Linked DNA regions of Hordeum vulgare: region 2 is linked to region 1. Evidence: chromatin contacts called from public Hi-C data. All regions are on one chromosome and are shown on one strand. The core of a region is the stretch at or near the end of the contact, and the rest is flanking DNA. Distances in the headings are between cores, read along the strand shown.

Region 1 (7,952 bases), core at 3,559-6,058:
TTTTAGTCTGTCCCCATCACACGTTTCTTCCTCCTTCCACGGCAGGGGAATGAGCAATATACGTGTGAGCGACTCGGGGCCGGCTCGGTTCAAACCTGCGACCGAGCCGCGTGGACGAATTCGTCGTGACTGGCGGTCTGACCGGACAGCAGCTGCGCCGCAGACGTCTCGTTTCGATCGCCGGCTGCGCGGAGACGAGACGACACGGGACGGCACCGCTCTGTATGTGATGTGACGTGACGTGAAAAGTCTACACGTCCACAACTTCCACCTGAATATGTGCTCCTCACGGAGGACGAAAAAACGCGCAAAGTTCCGACGGACGGCGGAGGAACGTGCCTGCCGTGCCAGCCAATCAATTCCACGTGAAGAAACGCTCCATGTGAACATTCCAACCGGCCACGTTTGACTAGTGTATTACTACTGAGCAATCACACAAGAACGGAAAGATGCACACTGCAGTAGTAATACTTGGTAGCTATTAGTACATGACTAGTTAGGATCATGATCAGCACCAGTGCGTGACGATCCCGGCACTCAACAGAGCGTTTAATAGATTTTTTTTTTTTAAAAAGGCGGAGAAACAAGCAGGCGGCACATCAGGCGTGCGTCTAACAAAAATCTGCCATAACGAACAGGCATCAAGGCCCAGAAAAAGAGAGAAGGACATTGGCGTTCCAAAACGCGCGAGCTAACAAACAGCAGCAGCAGCAGCACCGGAGTTGGGAGTTTGTTTATTTTAAGGATAATAATAATAATAGAATCTAAATGGTGGTCAGACAAAACGGTGCGCGAGATTTCAGCTCAGCTCTTGTGCTCTCGGATCTCCTTGATGATGCCTTCGGCCAGGGTGTCTTCATCGTAGTTCTTGCCGAAGAACTTGACGAACTCCATTTTCGGGTTCATCAAGTACCTGCACAAGTAGATAACCAACTATCTGGTCAGCATTTAACATGTACTACCAACGCGAAACGACGGCATGAACCAACATCATCAGGTCAGTATCTAGTCTAAATCCCGCAAAAGAAGGGTACCTAGTCTACCAGCAACCAACTTGCTAATTGCTAATTCTAGGTAAACATAGTCGGTACGACTAACTCTGCATTTCACCGAGTCAATATCATGATAATTTGAACTCTGTGATATACAGGCTGAAAATACCTCTTTGGTGGTAAACAGCAGTACACGCTTACTAGAGCTGATTAAGGATCTCTCAACGAATTTAGATTCAAGTTAACACAATAATGGTAAACAGGAGTACGGTCAATATCACAGTTAACTTTCATTATAGTTGTTGGCTACAAAAGTTGATGAAAATGAAGAACAACTCAATAATGGAGACAGTGACAGAGTCCACGGGCGTAGCTGGACAGCCATTCATCACCACTCATCACAACAGGGTATAATCTATAATGGGTGCCACATGGGTTGTACCCAATATTATTGCCTACTTGATAGGTTCAGTTTGGAAGGCACATTAATTAGTTGCAGCTGGCCTTATTACAAAGGACAATAGCCAGGTGAAGTCCCGTTTGAACAGGGCAACTTGACAGATCAGGCGTTTTAGTTTAAGACCTGGCACGGGCAAGAACGACCTGATTGTTTTCCCTCCAATGAAGGTCTTCTACTTTTGGTTTGTTACTATTGCATACAGTAAAATTGCTATTCTATTGATTAGTGCGTACCTACTGCAAACCAGACATACCATCAAAGTTGAAAGAAAGCAATAAGATAACAAAATTATAAGATTTAGTTTTTACATACATGACAATTGAATGATCAACAAGGTAGTCAGAACCCTCCTCCTCTGTCTTCATATAGTAGACTCGATAAGCACGAGCAACCTTTCTCACCTCATCAGAGGTACCAGTTAGTCCTATGAGATCTTGGTGGAACTCTGCAACACAGACAAGTGACAATTGTTAGACATCACAACTGAAAACAATATGGACTGATACAGCAACCTCAATATATATGATAGTAATATGCTTCAGAAACTTAACAAGAAGGATAAAGAAATTCCAATGCATGCTGAAAAATAAACTAATGAAGGTGGCAAAATGAGCAATCCTCAACTGCACAAAATTGCGTACCTTTAACATAGTCATGGACTTGCTCAACAGTGTCTCTTTCAGGATCAACCGAGATGAATACTGGCACAATTTCCAGTTTTGCCTTTTCCTCTGAAGCAAATTAAAGCAAAACTTCGTGAATCGTGATGATATACATAGCACACATCCAAAAAATGAACACACAATAATAATACTATGTCTGCTGGTGCTGTTTTGTTTCATTTTTTGCCCTTTTTTGGAATCTTAACTACGGCAAATCAAACTATACCCTGAAACTTCACTGCAGCACAATGTGTTACACAGGAGTTGAGTACAGCTGTACATGTAGCTGAAAGTCTAAACACTCTAAAGCAGATAAAACAATCACATCCTAATGTTTGTTGGGGCTCTAAAGTTATATTTCCACAATACAGGCTAACTGGGTAACTGGGTAATAATCAAATTTATTGGGGTTGGGCTTCAGTGAGAGGGAAAACAGAAACAACCAATTCATTTGTGTAGGTATTATGTAAGATAAAGATATGGGTGGTACACAAATTCCTTCTGCCAGTGTCAACAACAAAATGTAACCCATATGTGCAATATCATATAATTTTCATATAATAACAGTGTTTGCAGGTTATCAGTGAAACAGTGATAAATTGGCAATTAAACTGATTCATTGCCCAATAAAAGACCATTAGCTTGATGAAAAGCTGATAAGTATGTTTTATGATTAACTCTGTACGCAGCAGTTCTAGCCAAAGCAAGATTGAATTGACTTACTGATTTTGTTAATAGCAGCAGCCATCTTCTGCAGTTCATCTGGACAGATGTCAGGGCAGTGTGTGAACCCAAAATATAGCAGTGTCCATTTACCCAAGAAATCCTTTTCAGTGACAGCTTTCCCATCATGATTTAGGAGACTGAATGGACCACCAATAGCAGCAGTTCCTACTGATTGTGCTGGTTTTACTGAATTCGTATTGTTTTTCAGCTCTGATTAACAAGGGACACAAGATTAGTCATGATAGGTTCAACAACATAGAAGTTTAAGGAGTACATTGCTTTACGCATGGATGGCACTTCCACAACAAGTTAGTAAAGACATGGTAGCATTGGCCTCCCCCATATCCGATAAATAAATTGTTTTTCTCTCAATCAAGGGAAGTATCATGTCAAAATGCACAATATAAAACAGCAGAACATACTAACATCCAGCATCTCGGACCTAAATGGACTTATGTCTGGTATGAGTCACTATCTGCACGATCACATGATAGAGCTGGATGGAGCTAGAAATATTGTTGCTCAGGCAAAAGATATCGATAATCAGAAATGCCATTAGAATTGATTAATCAGCAGGTGTAGCATTAAAAATAGGTTAATTGATTGACACTTTAGTAAAAGAAGCAAAATATGACACTCTTCTGCATATTCACATGATACGGTAGCAGCTATAGAAAAAAAACGATTCTCAGGTGAAATAGTATTACAGTCATAAACATCAGAACTGATTAATCTGCAGATATATATAGCATAAAAAACAGATTGATCGGTTCGTCCAATCGTGCTTTTACTAATAAAAAGAACCAAAAGATGATACTATTCAATTGCTATCACTGTAAAATTCATCTCAGACTTTGACTCACTAAGCTGCCTGGGATTATACACATCTTCTCAAAACACATGAGGCTGTTATACAGTCCAACATTCTATCTGAAATGGTAGTATGAACAGCATCAGAGTTTCTCTTTAGCACTATTAATAGCCCACTACCACAAGTTGAAACATGATCACAATCCCCACACATGAAAAGATCCACGCAACATAAAACTACACTAACTCACCATAGTAATCTACCTTCAATGTGACGCTTCTTTTCCTTGTCGTAGTACACTATGATTCCTCCTCCGGTCACAAGAAGCAGCAGAAAACTCAGCCATGAGACGGGCTGCAAGCAAGCAATATAGCCATTGAGAATTACTCTACGACTACCACATATAGTATTCAATGACAGAAGGCAGAAATGACCCATTTCTGGCGTTCCATATTCAGAAGCTCACTAGTCCTAAATCTCTCAGTTCCACGATGTGGCATCGCAGAGGTTTCAGTAATTTCAATTCAGAACCCGCATCACACAGCAAAGAGCACATGTAAAAAAGTGGAGGGCGTCTGAAACAGCTTACCCCTCCTCGGACAGACTTCCCGGAGTCCCCTTGCTGCGACTGCCCATCCCGCCCGCCGCCATCGCCACCGCCATCAGAACCCGACGCCACAGCCGCGGGCTTCGAGCCGCCCTGCGCCGCGCCAGAAGACGCGGAGGCAGCCGCAGCCGCAGCCGCAGCGGACTTCGAACCGCCCTGCGCCGCGCCGGCAGCCGCGGACGCGCCTGCGGCAGCTTCGGTCGAGAAGAACCCCGTCGACGCTCTCAGCGCGGCGACCTGCCGCGCGAAGAAGACACGCACGCAAACACATCCATCAGCTGCTTTAGCGACAGGAGAGGAACGGCGGAACGACGACAGATTTGGGACGGGCGGGGGTTCGTGCTGACCTGATGTAGATGGCGCTGGGGATGAGGGTGAGGACGAGGAGCGGAGGTGCGCACCGCGCGCGCGACGAGCTGGAGCGCGTGCCTCCTCATCGCGGTCGCAGTCGTCGTCGTCTCGTGCTCCCGTGCGACGCGGCGGCGGAGGTGCGGGAGGAGGAGACGGCGCCGCCGGGGTTTGGAGCAAGCTTTCTTACTTGTTTAGCAAGTGAGGGCTTCGGGCTTACCGGCCCTTTACTTTATCGTTGGGCCCGTTAGACAGGTACATCCCAGTTGGCATGACGCTCATGTGGGATTGACCGGCCCATTGGAGTACATGTTATGAGGAGCATGCAATGTACTCCCTCCGTTCCTAAATATAAGTCTTTGTAAAGATTTCACTAATGGACTATATACAAATTTATATAGACATACTTTAGAGTGTACATTCAACCATTTTGCTCCGTATGTAGACACATAGTGAAATCGCTTAAAAGACTTATATTTAGGAACGGAGGGAGTACTCTACTTCCTCCATTCCTAAATATAATTCTTTTTAAAGATTGCACTAAATGATCACCTACGAAGCAAAATGATGAATCTATATTTTAAGGTGTATCTATATACATCCGTATGTAGTCTCCTAGTAAAAACTCTTAAAAGACTTATATTTAGGAACGCAGGAAGTAGTGCATGAATATGACTTTTTCTATTTATCGCTGCAGGCGCCGGTTTCTTTGATTTTGTATTAACCGGCGCCTGCAGCCACGTTCGTTGGGCTCAGCCCATTTTGTTCGCCTGCCGCGTGATATTTTAATTCGCCTGTCACATAAAGCGTAAAAAATATGATAGAACGGTATCAAACACAAGAGCTCCTAGTTCAGTGCACAGAGTGGTAACCACCCCTCCATGGAGCCATGATGTGCTTCAAAACGTCATTTTCTTGCTTACCATCGTTTTTTCGGTTTTTTTTTGTTTTCCATTTTCCATTTCTTCTTTTTTCTGTTTCTATTTTCGTTTCTTTTTCTTTTGAATTTTCCGTCTTCCTGAGTCGTTTATTGTTTTAATCCATACATTTTTTTTAAATGACGAACTTTTTCCTAATTCTGTGAACTCTTTTCAATTTTGATAAACTTGGTTATAAAATTTGATGAACTTTTTTAAAAATCGATGAACTTTCTTCAGGACTGAAGGTTTTTTCCTTTCAATATTTGAATTTTTTCCGAAATGATGAACATTTTTTAAATTTGATAAACTTTTTCAAAATTCACTGAACCTTTTTCAAATCCAATGAACTTTGTTTGAAAAGTTGGTGAACTGTTTTCAAGTTTGATGATTTTTTAATTTTTAAATCGGTGAACTTTTTTCCAAACTTCATGAACTTTTTTGTCAAAGGTATTGAACTTTTTTCCAAAAATGATTAACATTTTAAAAAAATCATTACATTTTTCTAAAATTGGTGAACGTTTTCTTCAAAAATGATCAATTATTTCAAAATTGATGAACTTGTTTTAAGTTTGTGAACTTTTGCCTCAAAATTGATGAACATTTTTACATTCATGGTTTTTTCTAAATCTAAGTGCTAAATATTTAGCGCGGCCGTACTAGTCCATTGACTTTTAGAGCTGCTAAAATCACAAGTGTCGAGTTGGTGTGATGGTCGGCTGAGATCGACTTGTGCGTTTTTCTAGCGATTTTTATTCGTTTTCCTTTGCCTTCGCGGGCCGGCCCAAGAAGTCGCTGCAGCGAGCGCCAAGGCGCCGAACAGGAGCTCCCCATGAATATCGGAGTTCGAATGGGTAAACCCTATTTGGCACTGCAGACGCCGGTTATAGTGCATTTTTGCTAACGGGCGTCTGCAGCGCACACGTCCTATCGCGCTTGGGCCGGCCCAATTAGCCCTCGTTTTTTTGTTCGTTTTTTTGTTTGAAACTCCAAAATTTAAATGCGACGTTGAGATTCGAACACGCAACCTCTTGGGTCGTGGACGCAGAGAGAACACTAGGCCATCACGGTCGATGTGAACACTATATTCCTTTTTCCTCTTTATCACTGTATGCATCCAGTTTTATCAGCCCGGTTTTTAAGGAAGGTTCTAGAAGTTTCACAAACCGGCGTTATTCAATTTTTTATTCTGTTTCAGCGGCGTTGTATTTTGTTTTTTTTAATTTGTGGAAATTGTTTTCAAATTCGTGAAAAAAATCAATTTCATGAAGCTTTTTCAAATTCAATAAACTGTTTCCAAATTTGATGATTTGTTCCAAAATCGATGGAATTTTCTAAAAATCAAAGAACTTTTCTGAAATTTCGATAAACTTTTTAAAAAAACATCTTTGAACTTTTCTCGAAATCGATGAACTGTTTTAAAATTCTATGAACTTTTTTTGAAATCGATGAACTCTTTTCAAATTCAATGAACTTTTTAAAAAAAATCGATGAACTTTTTTCGAAATTGATGAACTCTTTTCAAATTCGATGAACTGTTTTAAAAATTTGATGAACTTTTTCCAAATATGATTAACATTTTTTAAATTTCAATGAACTTTTTTGAAATTTGATGAACTTTTTTATAAAACCAATTATTATTTTAAAAAGTTTAATGTGCATTTTTTGAAATTGCTGAACTTTTTTTCATTGGAAGAACTTTCTTTTACAAAATTGATGTACTTTATTTTTTGAAAATTAATGAACAGTTTCAGGGCCTGCAGGGGCGTCAGATATATTTGCTAGGCCGGCCTAAGGCGGGGCACAGCAGGCGCCAAAAGGGCAAAAGGACGCCTGCAGCACCATATAAGAGGTCCCGTTCAATGTGAAGACTCGCAGTTTAGCGAAACATATTATGAGGTTAGGGGAAGGCCGACATGTATGGCTAGACATCCCGCGAGATTTCTCTTTTGTACCTTTGAACATTGATCAATAAAGTTTTGCGAGATTGTCTACAAAAATGTTAAATAAGCCGCACGCCTAAGAAATCGGCCGCACGCGCACGCGAAAGCAGCGTTCGAGGAGCCGTGCGATAAAATCAGGGAACTCCTATTCAGCGCCATCGGCGCCAACTAGCAAGCCTGACGCTCACGCGTGTGTTAAGCAGGCCATGGCCCATTAAGCGCTCATATGCCCGCTAGCTCGCTGGCCTTCGCTCCTTCATCCGGATGTTTGTAGTTGACTCGTGAAGTTGATCAGATTGGTGGACGAGGTCCGTTGACCAGTTGACATTCGGTGAAAAAATCAACAAAAAATATTGCAAAAATAAAAAAACTCACAGAATTCAACCAAAGTTGGTGCATTTAAAAAAGTTCATCAATTTTAAAGAAAGCTTCATGAATTTGAAAAACAGTTCATTAATTTAGAAAAAAAAATCATCAATTTGAAAA
Region 2 (7,952 bases), core at 1,860-4,359, 360 kb after region 1:
ATGCAGGACCGCATTGGTTGTCAAATCACGTCTGAACTTCTCTGTCCGATAATTGCGGGTGGTTTGAGTGTCGACATTGGACATACCCTAATTTCTTCATATGGAAGAAAAACAAAACACCAGCCATATATGGACCCAAATCAATACCAAGTGCACCTTTTCATGTAGAGCTCTCGTTTACTCCTTAGCTAGGCTGCTACGTAACACCTCATATGTAGAACCTTAAATTGTTTGTTGGCTCTATCGTATCAACAGATCGCATAATGAGGATCAACATGGTTGGTGTACCAAAATCAAGCAGGTTCGGCAGTGTTCAGACAACAAGATTCTAGGTGGACAGGACAACAATTTCGAGCCGTATGTTTCTTTACAATCTTTGGTCTCAAGCTCCAACCAATCCAAATGTTTTGGGGGGGTGAGAATATCCTCTCTATCTGCTTCTGTCTTTAATTATGTTTATGTTATTTTTACACTCAGTGACGGGCCGGGGTGTGCCATCTATATGCATGTCATCAACTCCAGCTAATACTTCGACTATTTAAGAAGAAAATCCAAACTATATGAGACTTCTCAATCAGTCACACGTCTAAATATGAGAGTAGCATGCATGGAGTAATAAACTAAGTAGGCAAGGAAACAAAATGAGGCAAGGAAACAAAAAATGAAGCTGGCAACCACCAGACTCAGCTAGCATAAGTCCAACCATGGCCACATCATGGTGACCATAGCTACAGTAGTCATTCCTACACGCCCAATCAAGCAAGAGACAGTCGTATTAATATGGTCGACAGCGAATGACTTGACCACATCTTTACACGTTTGTCGGTCCAAATCATTCAACGACACTTGAACTAATCAAAACAGTTGATTCTTGAATATATATATACTATATTGTTTTCTCTACGTAGCGTGTGCTATTTTCAGTTCCACGATATACTATACTTTATTCCTGGTCTCACATTTGGAGATATATCATCATCCTTGCTTTCTCCTTCTGTGACCCTGTCAAGGAAAGATCCCATCCAAGCCCGACAAAAGGCTTCACTCTTTGACAATTCAAGGATAGTGAGATTTCATTGGACCATGCATCATCAACAAGTGGAAATTAATTGACGCAACAGACTGATTAACGCCTTGCGTCCTCCTTGTTTAATTTTTGTTGTTGTTGCGTGGATCGTTGGTTAATTTGTTCAAAGAAGAATTGTCTAATTTGGTCGACCGGTTGTGCTTCAATCAAATCAAATGTAATGTACACCGGGGGAATGCATCTTAACGGAATAGCATACCCAATCTGGTGGTTGAACAAGATATTGACAACATTGGAGACGCTAAATTTTGGAATGGATCAAATACAAGTGAGTTGCCCGAAAGTCTTAAATTGGTTGAAAGCCAAACTGAAAGACGGAAGTGCCTGGATTTAATTTGGTTTGGGTTGGAAGCTCAAATTACCAAATTATGGATTTTTCGCATGCCAACAGCAAGAATGAAATGCAAATACATGGCACCAAAGGACGGCGTGTTGTGACGTGGCGAGGGATGCAGATTATGGATTCTTGCTACCCATTGAAATTGGAAAATTATGGATTTCTCTTTGAAATTATTGATTTCTAACACCAGGAAAGAAATGAAAAAAAAACATGTTACCAATGGGAGGAGTGCAGTGTCGTCGTTGCAGCGGCGACGGCGAGGCAGGCCGATTATGAATTCTCGCTACTCATCGAACCTGCTAAATTATAGTTTGTTGGCTAAAAATACGACAATTGAAATTGGAAAATTATGGATTTGTCGTTGAAATTATCGACTGCTAACACCAGGAAATAAAACGAAAAAATGTTACCAATGGGAGGAGTGCAGTGCCGTCGTCGCGGCCGCAGTGGCGAGGCAGGTAGATTATGGACTCCCACTACTCATCAAATCTATCAAATTATAGTTTTTTCCTGAAAACACAAGTGCAAACACCAAGAATGAAAATGAAAAGAAAATGTGGCACCAAAGGGAGGAGCGCACAACCGCGCAATTATTTACATACTAGTATACGAAGAAATCATCAAAAAAAAATATTTTTAAAAAAGCTACTAGAAAGAAAATGTTTCTGACGACTACAAAGACGTATGTGACGATTTTATCAATCTCAACATGATATCTCGACTCAGTCTTTCAAAGATATTCATATGAATAGGATATGCATGTATGTGTTTGTAAAGATAAGTATATGTACGCATATATAAGCGTCTGGTCTGTACTCCCTCCGTTCAAGTGTATAGGGCATGCGCGTAGTTCTAGGTCATTAATTTAACTATTTAAATATGTATTGTATGTAACAAATAATATATCATTATATTCATGCGAAGATGTAGTTTCTGAATATATAATTTTTATCACATATAATATATATTTAGCTAGTTAAATTGATAACCTAGAATAATCGCTACCCAAAAAAAATAGGGAGGGGGTGAAATTCGTTCGGTCGTTCCCTACGCAAGGAAAACTACGTAGCAGCGAGCGAGGCGAAAGCGGAAGCGAACAAGCGAGCGTCACATGTGGACAGGGCAGAGCTCAGTCGCCCGGCGGCCGCAGCGGACGACTGGACTAGTCGCACCCCCACCGCGCCACCGTCCCCGGCCTCCTCGCCCGCTGGAACCAACCAACCAACGAGAGCGAATCTCCAGGCAAGGCAAACGACCCGCCCCGACAAAACAATCTCCCGATCCCATCCGACCCGATCCCCACCCCCGCCCCCGCCCCGTGTGCGCGGCCCCGGCACCGCCTGCCGTTTACTCCTTTTTTTCGCCCCCTCTCCTGCTACCCGGCCGTTGCATTATTATTAGCACTCCCGGTTCCGGTTGGTTCGTGATCACAGCTTACCCATGAGAGCGAGGGTCATGTGAACCCACTCCAATCCACACACAGAGAACGCCTTTCCGATGAACGAGAGGCAGTGCGTGATGGAGTGGTGGATACTACTCCTCCTCCTCCTACCACCACCACCACTAATGATGTGATGATTACAACTTAGGCCTGCCGCTAATCCTATCCCCTGCGCAAAATAAGCAGCCTTTAATTAGCAGCTGCCACTAGCAGTGGACTAGCACCAGCCTTTTCGTAGGCGCTGGGAACTCAACTCAACTCAACTGAACCGAGCCGAAAAGCAGCGGGCAACTGATGGACAAACAATAGTTTATCAATAAATACTACTACTCCACTACTGCTGCTGCTGATGTCCTAATCCCTAATCCGCTGCCGCTTAGCCTTGACCTGCCCTCCGCCCCTATTTAGGCCGCCTGCGCCCGCGTGTCAGCTGCAGTCTGGAGGAATCTGCGCTGCTGCTCCTGCCGCTGCTGCACCTGAGGGAGACTGGAGGGAGGGAGGGACGGACCGCTTCGTCCTCACCCGCTCGTCCTTGGTTTGGAGGGATCTGCGCTTCCAGAGGTGAGTGTGAGGGTGAGCGACTGCACGACGGGTCGATGGATGGATGGATGGATGGATCGCGGTGCTGTCGGTCGGGGCTCGCTTTCCTTCCTTCCTTTCGTTCTCTCTTTGTTTTCCTCTGCGGCAGCGGCAGCGGCAGCGGCAGCGCCCGTCTCTGACCCCAAAATTCTCTCTTTCTTTCTTCCTCTTGCGCCTTTCTCAGCCAGCTAGCTCTGCTCTGATGGTGGTCGCGGCGGCGGCGGTGCGAAAGCTTCCGGTGCTGGTGGTGGCGGGGGTTAACGGTGGGGGGGCTGCCTAATTCTGCTGGGATCATTTGCTTTGCTGTTCTCTGCTGTGCCGGGTGGTGCGGTGCGGTGAGTGGAGGAGGAGGAGGAGGGGATGATTACGTTCGTGGACTCGGCGGCGGGGGAGCGGGAGCGGGGGGACGGGCCGCGGTGCCTGGACCCGCAGCTGTGGCACGCCTGCGCCGGCGGCATGGTGCAGATGCCGCCGGTCGGCTGCAGGGTCTACTACTTCCCGCAGGGCCACGCGGAGCACGCGCAGGGCCAGGCCGCCGCCGTCGACTTCCCGCCCGGGGCACGGCTCCAGGCGCTCGTCCTCTGCCGCGTCGCCGCCGTCCGCTTCATGGCCGATCCGGACACGGACGAGGTCTTCGCCAAGATCCGCCTCGTCCCCGCCCGCCCCCAGGACGCCGCCGACGCCGACGACGCCATTGCCGCCGCCGCCGCCGGCCAGGAGGACAAGCCGGCCTCCTTCGCCAAGACGCTCACGCAGTCCGACGCCAACAACGGCGGCGGCTTCTCCGTGCCGCGCTACTGCGCCGAGACCATCTTCCCTCGGCTCGACTACTCCGCCGACCCGCCGGTCCAGACCGTGCTCGCCAAGGACGTGCACGGCGTCGTCTGGAAGTTCCGCCACATCTACCGCGGCACGCCCCGCCGCCACCTGCTCACCACCGGCTGGAGCTCCTTCGTCAACCAGAAGAAACTCGTCGCCGGGGACTCCATCGTCTTCATGAGGACCGAGAACGGGGATCTCTGCGTCGGCATCCGCCGCGCCAAGAAAGGGGGCATCGGCGGCCCGGAGCTGCTGCCCCCGCCGTCGCCGGCGGCGAGCGGCAATTACGGGGGCTTCTCCATGTTTCTGAGGGGGGAGGAGGACGGCAGCAACAAGATGATGGGGGCGAGGGGGAAGGCGCGGGTGAGGGTGCGGCCGGAGGAGGTCGCCGAGGCGGCCAATCTTGCCGTCAGCGGGCAGCCGTTCGACGTGCTCTACTACCCGAGGGCGAGCACGCCGGAGTTCTGCGTGAGGGCGGCCGCGGTCAGGGCGTCCATGCGCACCCAGTGGTGCCCCGGCATGAGGTTCAAGATGGCCTTCGAGACGGAGGACTCGTCGAGGATCAGCTGGTTCATGGGGACTGTGTCGGTCGTGCAGGTGGCCGACCCCATTAGATGGCCCAATTCACCTTGGAGACTTCTTCAGGTACAATCTCCACTTCTCCATCAATCATCTGTATTTAATTGTGTACAAATCCTCTCAAGGACAGCACCACAGGAGTAGTATTGACTGCTAATTGAATTGATTGCTAGTAGTAGTAGAAGCATGCATTTGACTGTCGAAGTGCTGAAGAATTCTTTCCTGGTACCATGGCCTTGTGCTGCTGCAGGTGACTTGGGATGAACCGGACCTGCTGCAGAATGTGAAGAGGGTGAGCCCATGGCTGGTTGAGCTGGTCTCAAACATGCCGGCCATTCACCTTGCTCCATTCTCGCCTCCTCGGAAGAAGCTCTGTGTTCCGTTCTACCCGGACCTTCCGGTCGACGGCCAGTTTCCGTCTCCGATGTTCCACGGAAACCCACTCGGACGCGGCGGCGGCGGCGGTCCGATGTGCTATTTCCCGGACGGCACTCCTGCAGGCATACAGGGAGCCAGGCATGCTCAATTTGGTATATCTTTATCAGATCTCCACCTTAACAAACTGCAGTCGAGTCTGTCACCGCACGGGCTTCACCAGGTCGATCACGGCGGGCAACCGAGGATCGCCGCGGGGCTTATCATTGGTCACCAGTCTGCGCGAGACGACATCTCGTGCATGCTGACCATTGGCAATCACCAGAACAACAACAATTCAGATGTCAAGAAGGCTTCACCCCAGCTGATGCTCTTTGGAAAACCCATACTCACTGAGCAGCAGATCACTTTAGGTAACTCTCGGGGTTTCTCTCCATCTGCTGCTAGGAAGAGCACCTCTGATATGAGCGCCGAAAAGTCGGCGAATAACTCTGATATTCCAAGCCCACAAAGCAACCAGAATGGCTCTATGAAAAACTTGTCCTGTGGAAGAGTTCCATTGTGCCAGGACAACAAGGTACTCGATCTCGGGCTGGATATCGGGCACTGCAAGATATTCATGCAATCAGAAGACGTCGGGCGCACACTTGATCTTACAGCTGTTGGCTCGTATGAAGAATTATATCGGCGGCTTTCCGACATGTTCGGTATGGAAAAAGCTGAGCTGATGAGCCATGTTTTCTACCGTGATGCAGCCGGGGCGCTCAAACACACTGGAGATGAACCTTTCAGGTTTGTATGACTTCTGATTATAAATGTACTATGTTTCTGTTCAATCATAAGGTTACTCGTTTCATTTCGTCTTCCGAAAAAAGCTCGCTGGTCATTTTAGAATCAGTTAGGTATTTTGTCACATCCACTCTTCAAGTATAGAGAAGTGCAATTTCCTAATTTTCCAGTAGCATTGTTGACTACTCCCTCCGTTCCTAAATATAAGTCTCTTAAGAGATTTCACTAAAGAACTACATACGTAGCAAAATGAGTGAATCTGCACTCTGAAGTATGTTTATATACATCCATATGTAGTTCCTCTAGTGAAACCTCTAAAAAACTTATATTTAGGAACGAAGGGAGTAGAAACTTGCAGTTTACCTGTTTATTATTATTGCACCTAACAATATGCATCTGCTGACCTCCATATCACCAATTTAAACCCTGCATCTATTGCAAAACCTCGGAAATGGCCACATTTGTATAGTAGTCGCGATCTTTCTTCTAATGCATCCAAATCGACGTATCTTGAAGCACCGAAACTCTAGGTGTTGTTGCCTTGGAAGCATCCTGCTCCTTATGGTGCTTTGACTTTGGAGTTCCCTACGGTGACAACTAGTGTTTCCTTACTGTTGAAGGAAACAAAACATCATCGCCTTCTGCTGCTGCAAAGCATTTTTTTCCCTCCATTTATCTTTCTTGTCCAGATCAGATAGTAACCTGATTACAAACTTTGCTGTGAATCTTGCAGCGACCAGATAGTAACCTGATTACAAACTTTGCTGTAAATTTTGCAGCGACTTCACAAAGACGGCCCGTAGGCTGACGATACTAACTGACACGAGCGGCGACAGCAGCGTAGCGAGCTAGGGGGTGAGGAAGGAAGCAAGCTCTTTCGCCACTTGTATGTGCTACAGCTGGGAGGGGCGCAGCGCCGCACGGTGGCGGTTCTCAGAGAGCGTAGATAGAGTGGCGGCAAACTCCGAATGGCGAGCCACCGCGGCCTGGATGCAAGTCAAGAAGCACCACCGGTGCAGGCAGCTTCAGTTTTTCTCCGATTATTAGAGAGGTCCCAGAATGGGACGGATGATTGTTTGTGTGATCCTTGGACACTTTTCTTTCTTTCGTTGTGTTGGCTGGTACCCATTATGATGATGTAGTAGTAGTAACGCAGGCTTGGAATCCATGGCGGTTCTCCTTGCTGGAATTCCTGGGAGGAATGAATGAATGTCTGAACCTTTTTCTTCTTCTGTGATGAAAACATGCGTGTGTGGTCCGTCAGTGTCGGAGCCAAGCACGCGGACATGGACATATCTGCTGTTGTCCGGTGCGCTGGATCCACGGCGAGGTAGGGGGTGGTGGCGGTGGGTGATGTGGACATGGCTGGCGAGATGGGTGCCGGCCAGCTCTCCGGTTCCACGGCCGGGCGTGGCTGTGATGCGAGAGGATGTGGGGCGGGCGCGTTGCGTCCGCGTCCGTGTCGTGTCGTGTCGATCTGGAGCGGGATGGCGGAAGCGGGCAAGCGAACAAGGGCGCCTGTGGTCGATGGAGCGCGACGTCTGCTGCCACCATCGATCGGTTGCTTTCCGTGCGACGGCGCTTTGCGAACCGAACATGTGTGTGGGCCAAGGCTCCATGGAGCCGCTGACCTGCGGGGCCCCGGGACGGCGTTGTCGTGTCTTGTTCTTTGGTTGCGGTTGAAAGTCGTTTTTATCTTGACAAGAGACAGGGGTGTGAGGTGTGAACCCAAAAATGCTAGACGTACAGGCACATACGGGATCTTACAGGCTCTTTTCATCCCATTAAATTTGCCCCCCTGAGTTTCAGGAGGGTGGGGTCAGCTGCCTCACCTAATGACCAATCATAAACTGCTATGCTAAATCAATCCGTAAAATCTGTGTAACTATCCGTACGTGTAGCTTTACTCGGTGTGAACCCCCTCTCTTTTCGCCCCTCTCGTT

Evidence for each region. A called contact is a pair of places that touch in the nucleus more often than the background predicts.
Region 2: a Hi-C map of leaf shows a contact between it and region 1, with 6 times the contacts expected there. The contact joins the promoter of LOC123408114 here to the promoter of LOC123413315 in region 1. A contact is called at or near these places in 4 of 6 Hi-C or Micro-C datasets (leaf and seedling).

Annotation. Positions count from the first base shown.
Region 1 is chr7H:581,508,795-581,516,746 of MorexV3_pseudomolecules_assembly, forward strand. LOC123413315 (protein SCO1 homolog 1, mitochondrial) reads right to left here and starts at 4,809. Exons shown (of 7, transcript XM_045106258.1): 1 at 4,606-4,809; 2 at 4,241-4,495; 3 at 3,915-4,005; 4 at 2,838-3,050; 5 at 2,094-2,183; 6 at 1,765-1,897; 7 at 607-913. The coding sequence starts at 4,695. The coding sequence ends at 805.
Region 2 is chr7H:581,868,198-581,876,149 of MorexV3_pseudomolecules_assembly, forward strand. LOC123408114 (auxin response factor 18-like) reads left to right here and starts at 3,110. Exons shown (of 3, transcript XM_045101304.1): 1 at 3,110-4,911; 2 at 5,096-6,012; 3 at 6,789-7,252. The coding sequence starts at 3,808. The coding sequence ends at 6,861.